Regions from separate parts of the Sus scrofa genome. Here region 1 is linked to region 2. The links are chromatin contacts, called in public promoter capture Hi-C maps. All regions are on one chromosome and are shown on one strand. Each heading gives the region's core, a stretch centred on a gene start, on an enhancer-like site or on the middle of the called end of the contact. The rest is flanking DNA. Distances are from core to core; before and after follow the strand shown. Region 1 holds the start of RBPMS (RNA-binding protein with multiple splicing). Region 2 holds the start of UBXN8 (UBX domain protein 8).

Region 1 (4,829 bases), core at 1,458-3,957, 360 kb before region 2:
CGCCAGATCCAAGCCCTGTCTGCGACCTATGGCACAGCTCACCGCAATGCTGGATCCTTAACCCACTGAGCAAGGCCAGGGATGGAACCCTTAACCTCATGATTCCTAGTCGGATTCTTTTCCGTTGTGCCACTACGGGAACTCTGATCTTATATTTTTATTTTTTAAACTCTCGCCAGTTGTCCCATCCTGCGGAATCTCTCTATGTAAGGTTCCACTCCCAGCCCCCAAATAATGACCAAAGACCACTACCATGAATCCGCCTGGTGCCTTTGTGGAACTTTACATGCGGAGACGCCTCTGCGAATTCAGTCCCTCCTGTAAGGTCTTGGAAGGATTATTAATATCATTCAAGCCCTAGAATCAATGCCTGGTAAGAATGCGTTCATCCATTCAAAAGTAATTATTAAGCACCTACTATGTGTGAGGCCCTGTCTAGATGTCCGTAACACAAGAATAAACAAGCCAGACAAGGATCCTCTCACAGAACTTATTTTCATTTTTTATTCCCGAGGTTTCTGACTTTTAACAATGGACAAGGTGCCAGCCTGGCTCAAAGACAAAGGAAGCAGATTCTGTCTGAGATTAAGCCACATTTCCTCGGGTGGGAGGAGGGAGGCTCTCCCCGCACCCTAGAATCACACAATATCCACCTACTCACAAATGGAGTCTGACAAGGACTACCAATCCCTGGGTCAATTGTTATTTTTCTTGGGCCTCTGCCAGGCTCCAGCAAGACAATGCCTTTCTGTGGAGTGTGTTCAGCAACAGGCAGAAATGGCCAAGGAGGGCAAAGTGCTGGCATTACTTGTCAGCACAGGGGCCCAAGACCACCACTCAGCCATTGCCCAGGAAGACAGTGCCCCCTTGTGGTTCCTCATATAACCGAGGGAGGAACTAGAAGAGGAAAAGGGCCATTTCAGTTTCCAGATTAACAGTACCCTGGCCTCTTCTGAAGGTCAATTGCAATTTCAATAGATTCTCAGTTTATTTTCATCCAGGGGACACTTTTTATTTTTTATTTTTTTCCGTAGAGAGAAATGACATCAGGACAGCAATGAACTCTCTTCATCAAAATCTCTCGACTTCCCCTCAACCCCAGAAAAATCCAATATGTAAATCCAAGGATCACTACTGGTTTTTCTCTTCGTCATGCTCTGAAAGCAAATATTTTCTTTGCTTTCTACAATTTGAACCAGGATCTCTGATGATGTTGCCTTGGAGTCGTCTGGGGTATCTCGTCTCCACCGACACCACTTTTAATGCCCTAAAAGCAGAAGCCTTATCTTCAATTTCTGCCGCCATCCCATCCCACTTCTAGGAGCACTTAAACCAGTTAAGGGTAAAGAATGTGGGGTGGGGGAGGGGCGGGGTCAAGACAAACAGTGAAGCAAGCAAGCTGATTAGAAATTGTGATTGGTGCGGTGCGGGGAGAGAATTCCTAGGAGTGAGAAGTGAGAGAGAGCCTACCGAAGTTTGGAGGTTTAAACTTAGGTGTTTGTAGCAGTCACTTGAGTGGAAAGCATAAATGACACCATATTGGAAAAGTTCTGGATGGCTCAGGAAAAATGGAAATTTCCTTCATAAAGCCAGTTTCCATGTATTGTAAACTTAACTGGGTCAGAATGGGTGCCAGGTGCTATAGTTTTATCTATCAACCGATAATCTCCTCTAATAGCAAACTCCTGGGCGATAAATAGAACTCCTAGTTCACAGAGAAGGAAACGGAAACCAAGGCAGTTCTTCCTTCCAAGCCTGGTGCGTAAACAAGCGTTGTGCACTGACCTAGATGCCGGGTCTCCCTTCGTCTCTAAGCTGCTCTGACCCTCTGAATATCTTGTCTTGTCCTCCAGCTTGTCTAGCAGTGAGGAACATTTCCCTCGGCCAACAAATATTTATTGAGTGCGTACTATACACCACGTAGCCTATTAAAAAAACCCAACAACCCAAACCAAACCCGTGGGATTTGAAAGGTAAAGAGGGCTGGGTCTTGCCTTCCAAGAAGGATCTCTTCAGGAGAGTAAGAGAGGCAGCCAGGTAAACAAATAATTCCAGGATAGTCAGATAAGGGCTCTAGAGGAGTCTGAACAGGGGCCAGCCGGTGCGGGGAGGCTGGAAAGGTTTTTGAGGACCCGGCGTCGGACGTGGGTCTGAGGCTGTGCCCTGAAAACGCTGGCCTGGAGTGGGCTGCCCCCGGATGTCACTCGATTTCTCGCATCCTGTCATTTCAAGCTGCCGACTAGGAGAGGTAGAACCAGGTCTAAGCTGGTATTGAAAAGGCGGGGTAGGGGTGCGAATGCCTCGTGAAGAGTAAAGGAGCAAAAGTGACAACTCACACTCCCCGGTCCCCGCGCGGGCAGGGCCGGGCTCCCCGAAGCCCCTCTTCAAGGGAGTGCAGCGCCCGGCTGGGCCACCGGGGCCCCCAGGGGCAGGGCAAACGGGGGACCTAACCTTTCTCCTCTCCCCTCTTCGGCCCTCGCCCAGCGACCTACCGCGGAGTCGGGGGCTCGGGTCGGTCGCTTCCGCCCGGCGCGCGCCATCCGGCCGCCTGGCAGCAGCCCTCCGCGCAGCCCCTCCTCCTGCGGGGGGCTTTGCCGTCCCGCGTCCCGTCCCTCCGGGCTCTAGCCTGCAGCCCACATCCAGGGAGGGCGGAGGGAGGAGGAGGAGGGGAGGGAGGAGAGAGGGGAGGAGGAAGGCAGGCGAGAGAAGGGGAGCTGCTTGGAGCCCGTACTTTCCAGAGCCAGCCAGGAGCGCGCACTCAGCGGCTCTCCGGGTCCCAGCCGCGCCCCGCTACCCCGCACCTCCTCCTCCTGCTCCTCTCCGGGTACCCCTCGCCCCCTCCTTCCAGCAGCTGCTACCTCGGGCGGCGGCTGCCCCCGAGCCTCTACTCAGCCACATCCCCAACTCTGGGCTCACTCCTGGGACGCGCGTCCTCGCCCCATCCTTTCTTCCTTCCTTCCCTCACGCCCGCCCGCCCTCTCCAGGTCTCCCTCCTGGGTCCCGATTGTCTCCGTCCCCTTCTCTGTCCGCCGGCGCCTAGCCCTGCCCCGTCCTCTCCCTCGCACTTCCTGAGTCGCCCGCCGCCGCAGTCTCGCCGCGGGACCCCGAGCCGGAGCCCCAGCCAAGCCGCCACAGCCCCGGCTCCAGCCCCCGCTGCCCGCGGCGCCCGGGGAAGGGAAAAGTGGGCGAGCTCGCCCTCGCCCAGCCCCGCGCCCCAACCCTGCCCGGCGAGGGAGGACCGGGAAGATGAACAACGGCGGCAAAGCCGAGAAGGAGAACACCCCGAACGAGGCCAACCTTCAGGAGGAAGAGGTACGGTGAGGTGGTGGGTACGGGCTGGGACGGCAGCCGCGGGTCTTTTCCAAAGTGCCGGCGGCTGGCGGGGCGCGGGTCCCCGGGCGCCGGGCTGCGCCGGGGAGGGGGCGCCGCGGTCGAGGGTTTGGGAATCGTCCTGGCTCCTTGAAGCAGCCCCAGGCTGTGGCCCGGGGAGAGTGTATCCTCACCGAGTGTGTTTTTGTGGGTCCACGCGCGTCTGTGTGCCTACAATTGCGTAACTTTGAGGACTTTCCTGAGACCTTTTGTAAGTATAATGCCCAGCTTTGTTTGCACCGGATTTTAAAAGCGGAATCGAGAGCTGACTCCTGGGTGACCTCAGATTATTGAGACCGGGAGGGTCAGCACTTAGTTCTGCGTCTGGGGCTGGAAGTTGTGGGGTGTGTTTGTGTGGTTTAAGGAAGAAACTCGGGGAAAGTTCTCCTTAAAAGACTCCTTCGGTTCCCTGCCCCCTCCCTTTCAACGTGAAAAGTTTCTTAGTGAAATATCTTTCCAGCTGAGGCATTTTGGATTAATAGATAACTCATCAGCCGCATTCTTCTCTGATGAGTCTAAGACCCCAACCTGAGTAATTAGGTTTTGTAAATTTAGGGGCGTTGCGGTTGTGGGGAACAGAAGACGAGAGTTTCAAACTTTGCAATTCATTAAGTGATCATCCAGGCTATTTTAATGGAACTTGAACGTCTGAGCGTAAATTTTGTGGTGGGTCTGTAACAAGGATAAAAATGTTGCAGCTGAGGAGCGTTCCTTTGGTAGAAAAAAAAAATTCAGTAAATGTAGAAGGGAACTCTAGAACAAACGTTCCAGAATTTTGTAGTTGAAATATTTGTGATAGCCTGTTCAGTGGCTCTGGTTCCTATAGGTACGTTGTCTGGAGTCCAGTAAACAATATTTTTCACCCTGTCTTTTAAAAGCCCACGAAATTGACTTCTTAAACATGCTAAAGGGAATTTTAGAGTGTATATAGATGCAAGAAAGTATGCAATCTAAATAATGACCTATAAAACATTCTTATAGGTATTGCATCCTAATGTATAAGGTTAACAGAAAGGCAAACTGATTCTAAAGCGCTAGGCTATTGATGATTATGGAGATACTACGTTGAGCGTAAAATAAAACTCTGATAGTGAAACCAAACACTAAGAATTTAATTAGTATATATAAGTCCTCAGCACTTTGTTCCCTTGTAAAGTGGGAACTATTTTTAAATGAGGGAGAGGGAGGAGAGCCCCTAAGACCATGCAAAACAATGCAAAATAAATAACAAAATGTTACAGTTTTTGGGTAGTGCGATGTAGGTGAATTGCTGTGAGCTGCAAGTTGCCTTCCCACCTAAGGAGATCACCTTTATTATAAACTATTATTTTGAAAAGCGTTGTTTTCTTGCCAGTTGTTTCTTAACTGCAAGTGATTGAATACTACTGACATTCCTTCTTTCTCAGAGATGGAGACTTGAATTGCAAGTTTCGCTTTTTTCTTGAGCCTTACTGCTTTGC
Region 2 (4,979 bases), core at 1,027-3,526:
CTGCATCCACCATCCCTAAACTATTATACCACACACTATGTCTAATCCCAACCAATGACATCCCCACATCGAAAAGGCCACCTAAAACTATTCCAGTGGAGACTCCAAAAAGCCTATAAAAATCACTCTTGACTTCCCCTCTGAGACACTACAAAGATTTTGTCACAAAAGTGTTCTCCTTTAATGCAGTAAGTGGAAATTTGATTTTGCTTTAATAGGTTATTCTAATGGTCTTGGGTGTCGGGTGGAGGTTAAAAGTAGACAATTACAGTGAAGAGACTTCATAATCAATAAAGTTTTGGGAAATGTTTATGGCCCTAAGCAAATCTAGAGTATGTGGGAGCCTCTACTTTACTGTCCTGATAGAGATTTATTGGTGCCATCAACAGATTCAATTAGGAATATAAAAAGAGGAAGAAAAATACCTAAAGGAGGAAATCATACCAAAATGAAGATGGTAACCGCTGTAGAACTCTTTCCTGTCTTCATGTGGACAGCAAATGAAAACGTTTTAATGAGTCAATGTAATTAATTGTTTAATTGGTATGTCACATAATTTATAGTACTTTACCCAGATCGATTTTGAGATTGTGCACTCATAGTCTGCACCTTGAATTCTAGGATAACGTTCTTAGCCTATATACCAAGCCAAGCTCCCTTGGTCCTGGCTCCAACCTACTTCTACACTCTTCCATTCAAAGTTGAAATTGCAATATTTTAACTGTTGGTAGTTCCTCTACATTCATAGTTTGTCAAACTTCAAATCTCTTGCCCTTTTCCCCAATTCCTAACCTTTACAAAATAATTTAGACACGATTTCCTTTGGGAAAGCCTTTCCCCAAGCCCTCACTTGGGTACATAGCTCCCTGTGTACCTCTCACAGCACACAAGCGCTGTATTTTTCTCTTTACAGGGCTGTCTTTCCCACGAACTGAGTTTCTCAAGGACAAAACTTACACATACTTGAGTCTCTATGAGTTCTACAGTGCCAGGCAAATTGTGGAGCTAAATAAATGTTAGCTGAACTAAACTGAAGGGTGAGGCAGAACTGATGGAAGGGTCACAAAACCAACTTTCAAAGCACGAAAACTTTTATTTTATTTTAGGGCTGCGTCCCAGGCATATGGAAGTTCCCACGCTAGGGGTCCAATTGGAGCTACAGCTGCTGGCCTACACCACAGCCACAGCAACGCAGGATCCCAGCCAGGTCTGCGACCTACACCAAAGCTCAAGGGAAGGCTGGATTCCTGACCCACTGAGTGAGGCCAGGGATCAGAACCAGATACTAGTCGGATTATGATGGCAACTCCCACGAAATCTTTTTTTTTTTGTCTTTTTGCTATTTCTTTGGGCCGCTTCTGCAGCATATGGAGGTTCCCAGGCTAGGGGTCTAATCGGAGCGGATCCGAGCCGCGTCTGCAACCTACACCACAGCTCAAGGCAACGCGGGATCGTTAACCCACTGAGCAAGGGCAGGGACCGAACCCGCAACTTCATGGTTCCTAGTCGGATTCGTTAACCACTGCGAAATCTCCCTCACGAAATCTTTTAAGAGATCTCTGTAGCTTACACGCATCGGGGTTGGCAGAAACGCCAAAGAGATGAGTCATAGGATGGCAATGAGGTCACAGAACTGGGAGGCCGTGTTAAGTCATTAACAGTAACACCTGCTAGCAAAACTGATAAGGAGCGGAGCAAGGGGTAGCGGGTCTCCATAATTAGGTGCCAGGCCTCACTTTTGAGTCATCTTCCCGTCGGAACCAGAGACCGAGGAAGGTGCCGGGGACCGTTTGGAAGATAAGGAAGGTTCTTCGGCAGAAAGTGGTGCTCAACAGCTCTGACTCAAAAGTCCACAATCACCCACTACAGACATAGGCCAAGGGCACAGGCTGCCTCCTTGTAGTATCAGCTGCCCCTATCCTTTCTCCTCTGTTTCATTTTACTCTTTAGAGTTCTTTCTTACAATCTCTACAGTCTGACAGCCGAAGGGGCAGGGGCTGCCCGCCTCGAAGGAGCCCAAGTTTTGCTTTCACAGGACTTGGCTGGGCGGGTGCCAGCGAGGCCGTCTCCCCTGGACCTCACGTGACGTCGGGAGGTGACCTACACTTGTTTTCAGGTTACAGATTATGAGTTCAAAAGCCTGGGTTTATCTCAGTCTCACCAACGAAACAGCTTTAGGGTCCAGCGCTTTCCTGGAATTCCTCCCTTAGAAAGGATCCACTCCACCTTCCAAGGGAGGCGTAATCAGAAGGGGCGGAGCTTCCGCCAGGAAGCAGCGCTTCCGCCGCTATGGTTTCTCTTGGGGTGGTTGGCATTTTCCTCCTCTCTGCTCTCCCCCTCTTGTGTCTGGAGCTCCGGCGTGGGGTCCCAGATCTAGGTAAGTGCTGGCTTTTGCCTCCTGGCGTTCACACCTGGTAACAGTCTCACGAACACTACGTGCAATTTCCCGGCCGCGTCTCCTCTGGGCGGCTTTGACTACGATGCCCAGGCTGCACCGCGCCTGCCTTCCTCTTCCCCCGCGGGGTTCCTGGTGGAGCGAGACTTTTGCCGTCCTGGGGAGGCAAACTCTTGGCGGAAAAGTGCCCCTCCAGATCTGGTGAAGTTTTGCGGGTAATGGGACAGAGGCCGAAAGCACAGGAGCAAGCATATACTTGACTTTCACATTGTGTTGAGTGCTCAAAAGGAAATAAACAAGCTGATGTAGGCCTTCTGAAGAATTTAAGAGACTTAAATGATAAGGAGCCACACGTTTGAAAAGCGAGGGCGGGAGGTGGAGGGAGCGGGATGACATTCCAGACAAAAGGAATTGTGACTTGAAGGAAAAGGATGAAGACCTTTGAGGCTGGATTAAAGAGACTAGTAGAGAGAGTGGCGCATGATAATAGCATTCATTGAACGCTTATTGTAAACTAGACTCTTAAGTCGTGGTTATTATCTCCTCTAAATTGGTTTACAAACTTTGAGGATGCGCACTGCTCTAACCTATTTTACAGTGGAAACAGATATAGGGAGGTTAAGGGACTTCCCTAAGGTTTTAAAAAGTCTGGATTCTTTGTGGACAAGTGTTTTGCAAGGAAGGTATAGCGGAAGCAGTGAGGCAAATTAGGTTTCTGTTGTTCTTGGCAGATTTGACTATAGGGTGTCTCTCTTCTCTCTCCCCTTTTTTTTTTCTTTTTTTCCTTTCTGGGGCTACACCTGTGGCTTTAGTAAGTTCTTGGGCTAGGGGTCAAATCGAAGGTACAGCAACTGTTGGCATACCTCTACCTGGTGTCTTTTGAGAATTATAAAATAAAACTAAAAATTCCTAGAGGATAGAAACCATTTTTATTCCAACTTCTTATCCAGGATCCCTCATCATTAACAAATTGTATTACACACAGTAGGTACTTGTTACATTTTTTGCTGATTAATTTTCATCTTGGCTCTCAAAATCATACAAAACCAAGTACTGAATTTTCCCTTTTTTGGGCAGATATGTATATAGTAATTTTATTTACAAATGACAGAATAAACATTGAGAACTAGAGAAGTACACAGTTGCATAACTTAACTGTGAGAAATAAGAATTTGTGTTCAGTGGGAGTGACTGATTTTAAATAGAATTTGATAAGATGATACATACCATCATGATTTAGTTCCCAATTAATGTGGATAATTTTCTTTCCTTCTTGGGGCAGAAGGAAAACCAAGATTTCTGCATTATTGATAGTCATATATTTATAATGTAGCCATTCACTTATATTCCTGAAAGATGTTCTAGAATCATTTTTTGAAAACTTGTTCTGGTAATGACAGTCGTGATGAATTTTGGCACCACAGGAAAATTATATGAAATATTATAAGACAGTTGCATACCTTAACTTTTATTATTATATTGTTCTGGTACAAATAATCTGCTAATATATTAGTACTTATTATTAGTTCCAAGAAAAATTGTTTTAAATTTTAATTGTAATTTTTTTAACCTTGTTAAGGAATCAAAGATCTTATTTTGCTATGTGGCCGGATTTTCTTACTGCTTGCTCTTCTTACATTAATTATTTCGGTGGCTACCTCATGGATTAACTCGTTTAAATCTACCCAAGTTTATCTGAAAGGTAAGTTTATAGTTTATGCTACTCTTTTAGAGTTTTCTACTGAAATTTCTTTCCTTTATTTATTCTAGAACTTGGCAAAATGAGAACTATTTTACCATTACTTTTTGCTGTGTAATTTCAAGGATAGTAGTCATTACTTTAGTTACGATTTCAAATGGGCTATAAATTGCAATATTATGAGAAATTGTACATTTTTATTATATATACATTTGAAACTATCATTTCTAACTGATATTCTGCAAATTCTCTTGTTTGTTTTTGTTTTTGTTTTCTTTTTTTGGCCACCCCGAGGCACATGGAGTTCCTGGGCCAGGGATCAGGTCTAGGCCACAGTTGCAATCTATACTGCAGATGAGGCAATGCCAGATCCTTGAACCCACTATGCCGGCCAGGGATCAAACCCGAGACTTGGTGCTGCAGAGACACTGCTGACCCCATTGCACCACAGCAGGAACTCCAAATTCTCTAATTTTAAATTGCCTCTGTGTTAATGGAGCACTAACTGCTATTTGGTACTTAGAGCTTATAAACTATTCGACAGATGGTAAATGTATCTACTGTTAAGAGTTAAAGAAAATTTGGAGTACTTTTGTAGTGTAGTGGGTTAAGGATCAGGCCACTGCTGTGGTGCAGGTTTGATCCCTGGTCCAGGATCTTCCATATGCTGCTGGCACACCAGGAAAAAAAAAAGAGTTAAAGATAATTTATTTTTTATTACATTCTGGTAGTTTTTATTTTCACACTTAATATATAGTTAAGCATTCTTAATTTTAGGAAATCATGCTTGTTCTTATTTTCATTTTGTTTTTTGTAAGTAAAAGTTTGTGTTACAGACCTTTTAGAACAATATTGTAATTCACCTCAGGACAGATAAATCTTAAA

What was found. Promoter capture Hi-C pulls out the DNA fragments that hold promoters and counts their contacts.
Region 1: a contact with region 2 is called in a promoter capture Hi-C map of fetal liver, with 2.1 times the contacts expected there. The contact joins the promoter of RBPMS here to the promoter of UBXN8 in region 2. A contact is called at or near these places in 1 of 5 promoter capture datasets (fetal liver) and 2 of 47 Hi-C or Micro-C datasets (embryonic fibroblasts and heart right ventricle).

What each region holds. Positions count from the first base shown.
Region 1 is chr15:54,723,291-54,728,119 of Sscrofa11.1, reverse strand. It overlaps RBPMS (RNA-binding protein with multiple splicing), which reads left to right and starts at 2,707. Exons shown (of 9, transcript XM_021074872.1): 1 at 2,707-3,312. The coding sequence starts at 3,247.
Region 2 is chr15:54,364,907-54,369,885 of Sscrofa11.1, reverse strand. UBXN8 (UBX domain protein 8) reads left to right here and starts at 2,276. Exons shown (of 8, transcript NM_001244745.1): 1 at 2,276-2,377; 2 at 3,975-4,097. The coding sequence starts at 2,290.